3 separate regions of the Rattus norvegicus genome follow, and all the other regions are linked to region 3. A link is a contact called in public Hi-C data. All regions are on one chromosome and are shown on one strand. Each heading gives the region's core, a stretch centred on a gene start, on an enhancer-like site or on the middle of the called end of the contact. The rest is flanking DNA. Distances are from core to core; before and after follow the strand shown.

Region 1 (2,700 bases), core at 54-2,553, 120 kb before region 3:
CATTTTCCTACAGAAACTGTTTATCAAGCCTGTTAATGCATGCCATGCTAAAATTCTGAACAGTAATTTCAAACTAGAACCATATCTCTAATTTCCTTTTCAGTCAGCAACCATAAAGCATGCACTCATCCTCAACTCCAAGACTATGACAATCAAGTGACGGTCTACTAAAACGTGTTTTTATCAGGGCATATTTCACAAAAGCGCCTGTCTCAATGAAAGGACTCGGAGCTTATGACAACATCTTCAGAGAGTTTTAGAATCGCTCCTGCACACTAGCCACTGTCTTCCATGTTTATGAGATGCTCTGCACTTCAACCGTTTGTTCACGGCCATAAACATTGTATTGTATTGATCTCTACAATAAACATCCAGAAACAACTGTGCCAAATATTTTTCCTAAATCTTTGATGTATGAGAATTAGCACCATGTGCAAGATTTTAAGGATACTGAGACAAAGTGAAATAAGAGACACCCTGATCCCAGTTCCTAGTCCTCATCTAAGAACCTAAACACGATGCTGTTGGTTTTTGTAACTGTTATATTAACCAAAACAGCATAACTATATCCTAACAAAATAGTACAAATACTGGACCAGGTCATGTCCTTTCAGTTTCAAAGCCATTCTGGCCATAAACACTTTAAGAACTGTAATGGAAACCATGAAGGGCCAACTCTTCAGCCTACCTCCAGTCTGTCTGTCCGCATTAACTTCTGTGCAGCAGCTGCAGCAGCTGCTGGCACCGGAACTCCAGGATTCCCCGTGACCAACATTGGTGCAGTCGGCAAGATCTCTGCTGGAACCAGGCTTGGGGAAACAGGCCCCAGGTAGGGATTAAAGGCTGCTGATGCATTGGTGGCTAAGCTTGGTGCAACTGAAAACATTGGCTGGAAATTAAAACAAAAAGCAAATTTTAATGGCAAGCCTCAATTCCAAATTGATACTTACACAACTATCATTTATTCTTCATTTATCATTCATTTCTTCCTTTATTTCTATTTAATTCTGTCTTTAATTTAGTCTAAGAAGATTTTAGTATACAGACATGTGCTAGGTCATTGTTTTTCCCAAAATCTAGCAGGCAGACTATGCATTAACACCTCCAGAGGGTTTTCAAAGTTTGGCATCTAGAATACTTGCGGTTTAACGTCTTAAATATCTCAGTACAGACAATTGTTTGTGGTCACTCAGTCTCCACCTTTGTGACTCAATCCTAGAAAACTGTCTGAGACACACACTGTGTAACTGCTGTGTCATGTACGCTCGAAACGTTTGTTCTCAAGTGTTAACAGACTATAAGGGCCTATCATCCGAGCAGACACAGAAGTCCCCGGGGATCACTGAGTGCTACAGCCAGAGCATTTATCAGATCTTGTGGGTTGTGAGAGGTGATGATTACATTGTCTTTCGAGCACAGAAGAGACAGCATTTGGCCTCGTCACTTGATGTGGGTTTCTCAGAAGAAAGGTTCAATGCTCTACAAGCCCATCCCATGCTTGTGAGGCGCTGAGCAATGGAAATTAACCTTCCCCAGAAAAAGGCTGGAATGTGAAGACAGACAGAATATGTCTCAGGAAATGCCACAGAATTATTAAAATTAACTATGCCCGGCAACATGGGATGGGCTGTCAGCAGGCAGGACTGGGGTGGTGCTACTGCATTCGATGGAGAGAATCCAGGGATCTACTATGTGTAAATGACATTGTTTAATATGAAAGTTTAAGGTCCTAAAGGACTATGCCATAGTTGAGCATGCAGCCTACGTGACAGCTCTGCGTGTGTACAAGTTTCTAGTAAGAAGAGTGTGACTGTTTAATACAAACACCGACTCACTGGGAAGAATTGCTAACAGCATAGCTCACACTGATATGTGAATGCCATGCTTAGTTACTCTGACAGCTCTGTGACGCTTGTCTAATGAAGTATCCTAGAGTAAGTCTTTTGCCTCCAAACTCCAAACCTATACCAATGCAAAGCAGCTGCCCTCAGGCAATAAAAAGCACCCTGTGTCACACTAATAACAACCTGGATCCACATGTAAAACTGGGCCCAGTGGCATCTGTCTCTCAGCAAAACTCCAAACAGCATCTGATTTCAGGCTTTCTCTTTGTGCGCTAGAGGCCAGGGCAGGGCCATGACAGGGGCAGTCCTACATGGTGATCATACATTAAACTTCAACTTCTCTCCAAGAATATTCTAGTCAAATTTGTATTCTGTTGCACACAGTCAGATACAGGGCATGGAATCCCAGAGCAGATAGAAGAATTGTTATAAATTTAGCAGAGTTCTAAACGATTGAAAGTTAGTTATATCCTTCCTCTTTGCATTCATTGCTGTAAATTAAAATGAGTTTCCAGAAGGCCATTTGGTGCTTACTTTAGGAAGTTACTGATATGTTTATGTCACTGTATACTATAGTAATTACTTAAGGCTATTGCATTCATAAAGGCATTCAGGATGAAGAAATTGTTCTCCGACTTGACACAATAATGACAGTATGCCAATAAAACTCGATCTCAATTAGTCTCATCAAATAAAATACAGTGAAAACCTACATGTGGATAGAATGCAGCTGTCACAAATTATGAGCACCTTGTGTTGGTGGAAGTTTACCACTCAGAGTGGATCCTAACCCTTAGGAAAGCCAGTGACTGTGGCCACTCCTGCATTACCGGAGCTGACCTGCAGAGGGCTCATA
Region 2 (2,700 bases), core at 169-2,668, 79 kb after region 3:
CCGACCCTTGAACACTGCCCCAGTTTGTGAGTTCTTGCACATGCGCACTGATCATGTTGCTTGAGCAGGTCTTGTTTGCTTGGTGTCCTCCATTCATTCCCTCTCGCTCTTACATTTTTTCTGCCTCCTCTTTCTTGGGGTTCCCTGAGTGCTAGAAAGCTCAACACTCTTAGAAAGGTCCTCTGCTTCATTTCAGTAGCAGAAACACCTATATGCATTATATTCTCAGGAAAACTCAGTAATCTTTTCACACTGATAAGTACTTGTTTTTCTAACTTTTCAAAATTGTATGTTGAATGTTGGAGGGGGCCTAGGAAATTTTAAGTAACCTCAAAACATTATTTTTAAAAATTAAAGCTTTGCGCAGTGACAGTATCGTAACCAATGAGGTTTATATGAGGCATAATTATTGCTAATTGAAAAATTAAATGTAAGCTATGTGGTGGTGACCTCCATGCCTTTTATCCCAGCACTCTGGAGGCATAGGCAGGTGAGTCTCTGAATTTGAGGCCAGGCTGGTTCAGGGCTACACTGAGAAACCCTCTCTAGAAAAAAACAAAAAGAAACACAACCTACTCTAGTAGAGAAAAGATAGTGTTTACCTTGCCAAGGACTTGGGAACAACTTCTGAGGGCAGCAGCTTCAGTGCCAGAGCTCACAGGATGAGGATGTGGGCACAGCACCGACAGACATGTGGCATTTACGAGCATGTTTGAGCAACAACAAAGAGGCAGATGCAGAATGCGGATCATTTGCAGAGCTGAACAAGGCCTGAAGAGGCAATCTGAAGCCATGTCTTAAAGTACGTTTTAGACCAAGTAGAACTGATAATTTTAGGTCTGTTTTAGGAGTCTGAATAAGCCACCTATACCCCTAAACTCCTAATTGTGGGAATGGGTGGGTGTTGCCTCTGACTTTTCTGCTGCTTTTGGGACACTTTTTCTTCTACTGGATTGCCTTGTCCAGCCTTGATATGAGGGTATGTGCCAGGCCTTGCTATAACGTGATATGCTCTATTTCGTTGATACCGCTGGGAGGCCTAGGCCTGCTTTTCTCTGAAGGGAAACAGGAAGGATGCATCTGGTGGAGAGAGGACATGAGGGCTGTGAGAAGTGGAAGGAGAGAAAACTGCACTCAGGATGTAGTAAATGAGAAAAGAATACAAAATGTGATGATATGATTTATTCCCATCCAGACCATAATATAAGCCCTTTGAAACTATCCTTACATTTCAATTTTTTTCTGCTTTCTGTATCCTGTCATCTCACCAACAGCTCTGTGGACACTCAGTGCCAAACCCTCCCATTTTGTTCATCATCTCTTTTTAATTTCGTCTAATCTCTTTTACTCATGTCTTTAGATGAACCCTTCTTAATGGTTCTCAGCTAAGCTTTGGAAACAGATATGGAAAACTTGGCCTCTAGCTCCGTCCCTTTTACTACTACATTCCTTGTAGTGATGTTGTTTCAAATAACATCAGAGAACAAACCAAATACATTGAACGCATTGTCCAACTTGACTTAAGGAGGACCTGTTGTCTGATTGAAGTTGGCTAATATACTGTATGTGTATGCACAAACTCAGGTACCACAGTGGTCCCGTGAAGCGCAGACTGCTTTACAATATAATGATCAGCACAGAAAGGAAGAGCTGCCTAAGACCCTCACTGAACTCTTCATCATGAGTGCTTCACACACGACAGCTGGTTCCTCCCCTTTATTTAGAACAGAGAGCAGAGACAGCCCCAAGGGATAAAAGTCCTTATGGCATTTACTTAGTTTAAGGTTGAGGCCGTAAAATGACCATTGGGCCACATTTTATTTAAACTGGATCATTTAACTTAAAATTTGCTACTTAAAACATTTCATACAAAATTAAGAGTTGTGGCTTCTGTTGAAAATGCAGAAGGTTTGTCCACGGAGTATCAGTAACTTAGGTCGCAGGTAAGAGAAGGGCAGATTCTTTAAAAGGTACCAGTGTTTCTCCTTCTGCATCCCAGTCAACATCTATCTCCTAATACAACTCTGGAGCCAATGAGACAGAGGATGAGAGACAGTACAGGAAGATACGTGGGATCGAGTCGTCTTTCATCCCAATAAGGAAGGATTTTCAGAGAGTTCATAGTTTTGCTCATGATAACAAAAGAATATTTCTTGAATACTTCTGTGTATGGGTGAGGAGGAGCTGGTATAATGTCAATTTCTTTGGATGGAAAATAAACCCTACCTAAAATCTCTTATTTCCTCCTCCAATACTCAATCACTCTTAGGCTCTTCGGAGAGCACAGAGAATCAACAAATAGATAGTCATCATTATAAAAATCTAAAGAAGTTGAGTTGGGGATGAAAGAGAAATATAGGGATTGAGAGAGAAATGTAGAGAAAAACACTTTTTTGATAAGTAAGATAGAGCAAGAATTCCTAATGAGATAAAAGGCTAATAAGTAATGTAAACAAGAGTTTCTACCTTTTTAAGTATTTGAAGACATCGGTAAATATCCCTGCCTGGAGCTGAGTAAGAGACCAGCAAACCTATTAAGCAGCCGTGTACTTCCTATTACAGTTTACTGGTGTTCACGCTTAGGAACCCAATCGAGTATCATAGGGAAGGCAGCAGGCTAAAGAGTCTGCTTTCTGAATTTAAAAGAACCATATCTGACTCTGCTTATTCTAAAGGAATCACATTTGCCTATAGTAATGC
Region 3 (2,700 bases), core at 161-2,660:
GAAGTGTATGTGAGGTCTGCTTAAGTCTCTCCCAATAGTAAAATGTGTCTATGATGTATATGATGTCTATGGTGAGGGTGTAATTTTAAAAGAGACGAACAGGTTTCCTGCGGCTGGCTGACCCAACCTGTTCTATGAACACAACAGTCAACTTAGTAGCTCTGGCTGAGGAAACTCTGCATTAAACAAAGAAACATAAAAAACTATGTCTAGATCTTGAATAAGGAAAGAAGCATAACAGAGATAAAAAGAGAAGGTAACCCTGTACAAATGCAGGAAGTTGGAACAGGATGGGTTTCTAGAAAGCTAGTTTAGCTGTCACCAACTTTTCAGGTGGAGAAGACGGAAGTGACAGCCACGTGCTTTCTCCCGCTGTGAAATAACGCATTATCTTCAGGCTACCAACTACATACTCAACACATCCTGCGTACTGACTAAGTCCTTCAGCATTCTGCAGCCCTTCAATCTTCACTTTAACTTGTCTCGGGGACCAGAATTTTAGGTCAAAAACAGGACCAGGTTAACAACATCAACACTGTAAAGCATAGAAGAGAGTGTGGACAGAGACACTGACCTACTGTGGAAAGTTATGGACTAAGTAAGTTCTTTGTGTAAACACTGTGTTGAAACCCAGGAAGGGGGTCTAAAGTGTCCACTAGTGTACTATTTCAAAGGCTGCAGAAATCCGGCATATCCACAGGCCATAATTATGACTTCCCTCTCCTTGCATTAATTTGTTTATGAAATAGCTCAGAGTGTGGCAGACTTTATTAATCACTTGCTATGGTGTGTGTTTGGGCTGGTGAACACAGAAACCTAAGACCGTAGCAATAACCTTCCAGGGAGCTTCTAACTTTGTTTTTAATCCTGGGGATGTATACTGCACATAAACCCATTTTAGCAGCCTAATAGGCCTGTCTCAACACCCCTGTAGTTGTAACATGCTGTGGGCTAGCCAGGAAGGCTTCAGCTCCATATATATTATATATATAATATATATAAATTATATATACATATAATTTCTTTAAATCTCATGTTACATGCTCTAAAATCAAAATAGTATCATATGACACATTACTAACAATATTAGAGTCGGTCGTCTTTTTCTTTAAGGTTGAGGAAAGGCTACATATCTGTCTTGATTTTATTTAAAAACCAGTCCATATACTGATTACTTTTCATGAAAGCAATTCCTCCAGCCTTCTGTGGCTCCACCCTGAAAAGCTCTATACTTACTTTTCTTACAGTTTTTTGAGTGACGCACTACAAACCGACCAGAAAGGGAGGAAAAGCGGCAGCCCTCTCAAGCAGGGCGTCTTCCGCCCTGTAAACTTGGCAAAAAGCACACTGGACTGAAATACAGCACTCTCCATATAAGGCAGCCCAACTAAACATGTCATGCGTAATTTATGGGTGGCAGGCAGAGCATTAACCTCTGCGTGCACATACTTGGCCCACATGAAGCCGGTGCTGGATGGCAGCCCCGGCAGAGGGATGCGGGCGCTGCCGGGACCCGCGCGACCCGTGGCCGTCCCCATCGACCCTGGCAGAGGTCACCGAGTTCACAGCACTCGGTCACGCACCTGCCCCAGCTCCCGGGCCACCGGTCCTGCCCCGCGGCGCCCTGCGGGGGCCCGCAGAGAGGCGCGGAGCAGGGCCGGGAGCCTCAGCGCGCGGCCACGGTACGGGCCGAGGACCCCCGAGCGCCACCGGAGGCCGCCGCAGCGCCGCCCGCAGCGCAGAACAATGCGCGGCCGCCCCGCCACTCACCTCTCACGTGGCCGTGCAGGCTGCCCGCCGGGGCCCCGACTGCCCGGGGCATTGTGGGATCGCTACTCCGGGATGCCCGCCACGGGAAAGGAAACTGGCCGGGTCCGGGTCACCGGAGCATGGCTAGCGCCCCGACTCGTCGGGCTGCGTTGAGAGACTGTGGCATGTCGCCGTGCAGCCTCTTATCGCCGCGCGCCGGTTTCCGCCGCTGCGCGGCCCCTCCCCCGCGCCAGCCCCGCCAGGAAGGCGCGCGGACGCGCCGAGCTCCCACGCGCAGCCCCGGCCCCCGCCCGCCCGCTCGCCCGCTCGCCCGGGCCCGCGCCGCTCACCGCTGCTCCAGCTCCTGGGGCTCCGCGCCCAGTCTGCGAGGCCCGCAAGGTTAGACGGAAGGTTAGAGTCAGCGGCCCGGCCTGCAGCGGCAGAAGAACCGCACCGCCTGGAACCTGGAAGGCGAAGGGCGGGAAAGAAGCTGCACGGGTGTTGGTGGGTATCTTTCTCAGCAATCAACGCTCAGTTTTGGAGTTCTGCGAGAAAACTGATCGTCACCCAAACACAAACACAGGCCACCTTCCCGCCTCATCGGCAAATAAAACTTGCAGTTTAAAGGCTCCCTTACTTCCAACTCTGCCAGGTGGTGTACAGAAAGCAAGCAGAGCTTCCTCTTTTAAAATAAAATAACATCTTAGGCTATGCAGAGGTACTCCCACGCAAACAAACCCTGGGCAACTGCCGGCCCGAGCAAATGAAACACCAGCCCCTATTTCACGAGGTGCTATCCTGTAACTTGGCTTTGAATGAAAAGAATTATGAGTGCCTAAGAAGAGATAAAGTTTGAACATCTGTGGACGGGATTTCCGGTGAATTTCAGGAATTCTGATAACTTCGTCAGGGATGATTTTTGACTAAAAGACGTTTGTTTCATGGTTTGAA

Evidence for each region. Hi-C and Micro-C count contacts between places; a contact is called where the count stands out from the background.
Region 1: a contact with region 3 is called in a Hi-C map of the A7r5 cell line, with 6 times the contacts expected there. The contact joins the enhancer-like site here to the promoter of LOC120100833 in region 3. A contact is called at or near these places in 8 of 12 Hi-C or Micro-C datasets (the A7r5 cell line, the Rat2 cell line, Schwann cells and 5 more) and 1 of 1 datasets of contacts at active chromatin or transcription factors (oligodendrocytes).
Region 2: a contact with region 3 is called in a Hi-C map of the A7r5 cell line, with 3 times the contacts expected there. The contact joins the enhancer-like site here to the promoter of LOC120100833 in region 3. A contact is called at or near these places in 3 of 12 Hi-C or Micro-C datasets (the A7r5 cell line, the Rat2 cell line and mammary epithelial cells).

Annotation. Positions count from the first base shown.
Region 1 is chr2:146,936,049-146,938,748 of GRCr8, reverse strand. It overlaps Mbnl1 (muscleblind-like splicing regulator 1), which reads right to left. Exons shown (of 10, transcript NM_001412543.1): 4 at 689-889. Among named protein-coding and RNA genes, the nearest start is that of Mbnl1, 120 kb to the right of the region's middle. Within about 2 kb of position 1,303, at least 8 of the 93 cell types and tissues checked have an H3K27ac peak or open chromatin away from gene starts, as enhancers often do. A contact at or near this core is called in the A7r5 cell line, where this site is marked.
Region 2 is chr2:146,740,734-146,743,433 of GRCr8, reverse strand. All of the region lies in intron 1 of LOC120100832 (a long non-coding RNA gene), which reads right to left. It also overlaps the pseudogene LOC120101133. Among named protein-coding and RNA genes, the nearest start is that of Mbnl1, 78 kb to the left of the region's middle. Within about 2 kb of position 1,418, at least 6 of the 93 cell types and tissues checked have an H3K27ac peak or open chromatin away from gene starts, as enhancers often do.
Region 3 is chr2:146,819,260-146,821,959 of GRCr8, reverse strand. LOC120100833 (protein FAM246C-like) reads left to right here and starts at 1,410. Exons shown (of 2, transcript XM_039103697.2): 1 at 1,410-2,700. The coding sequence starts at 1,410. The coding sequence ends at 2,153. Mbnl1 (muscleblind-like splicing regulator 1) reads right to left here and starts at 1,926. Exons shown (of 10, transcript NM_001412543.1): 1 at 1,771-1,926.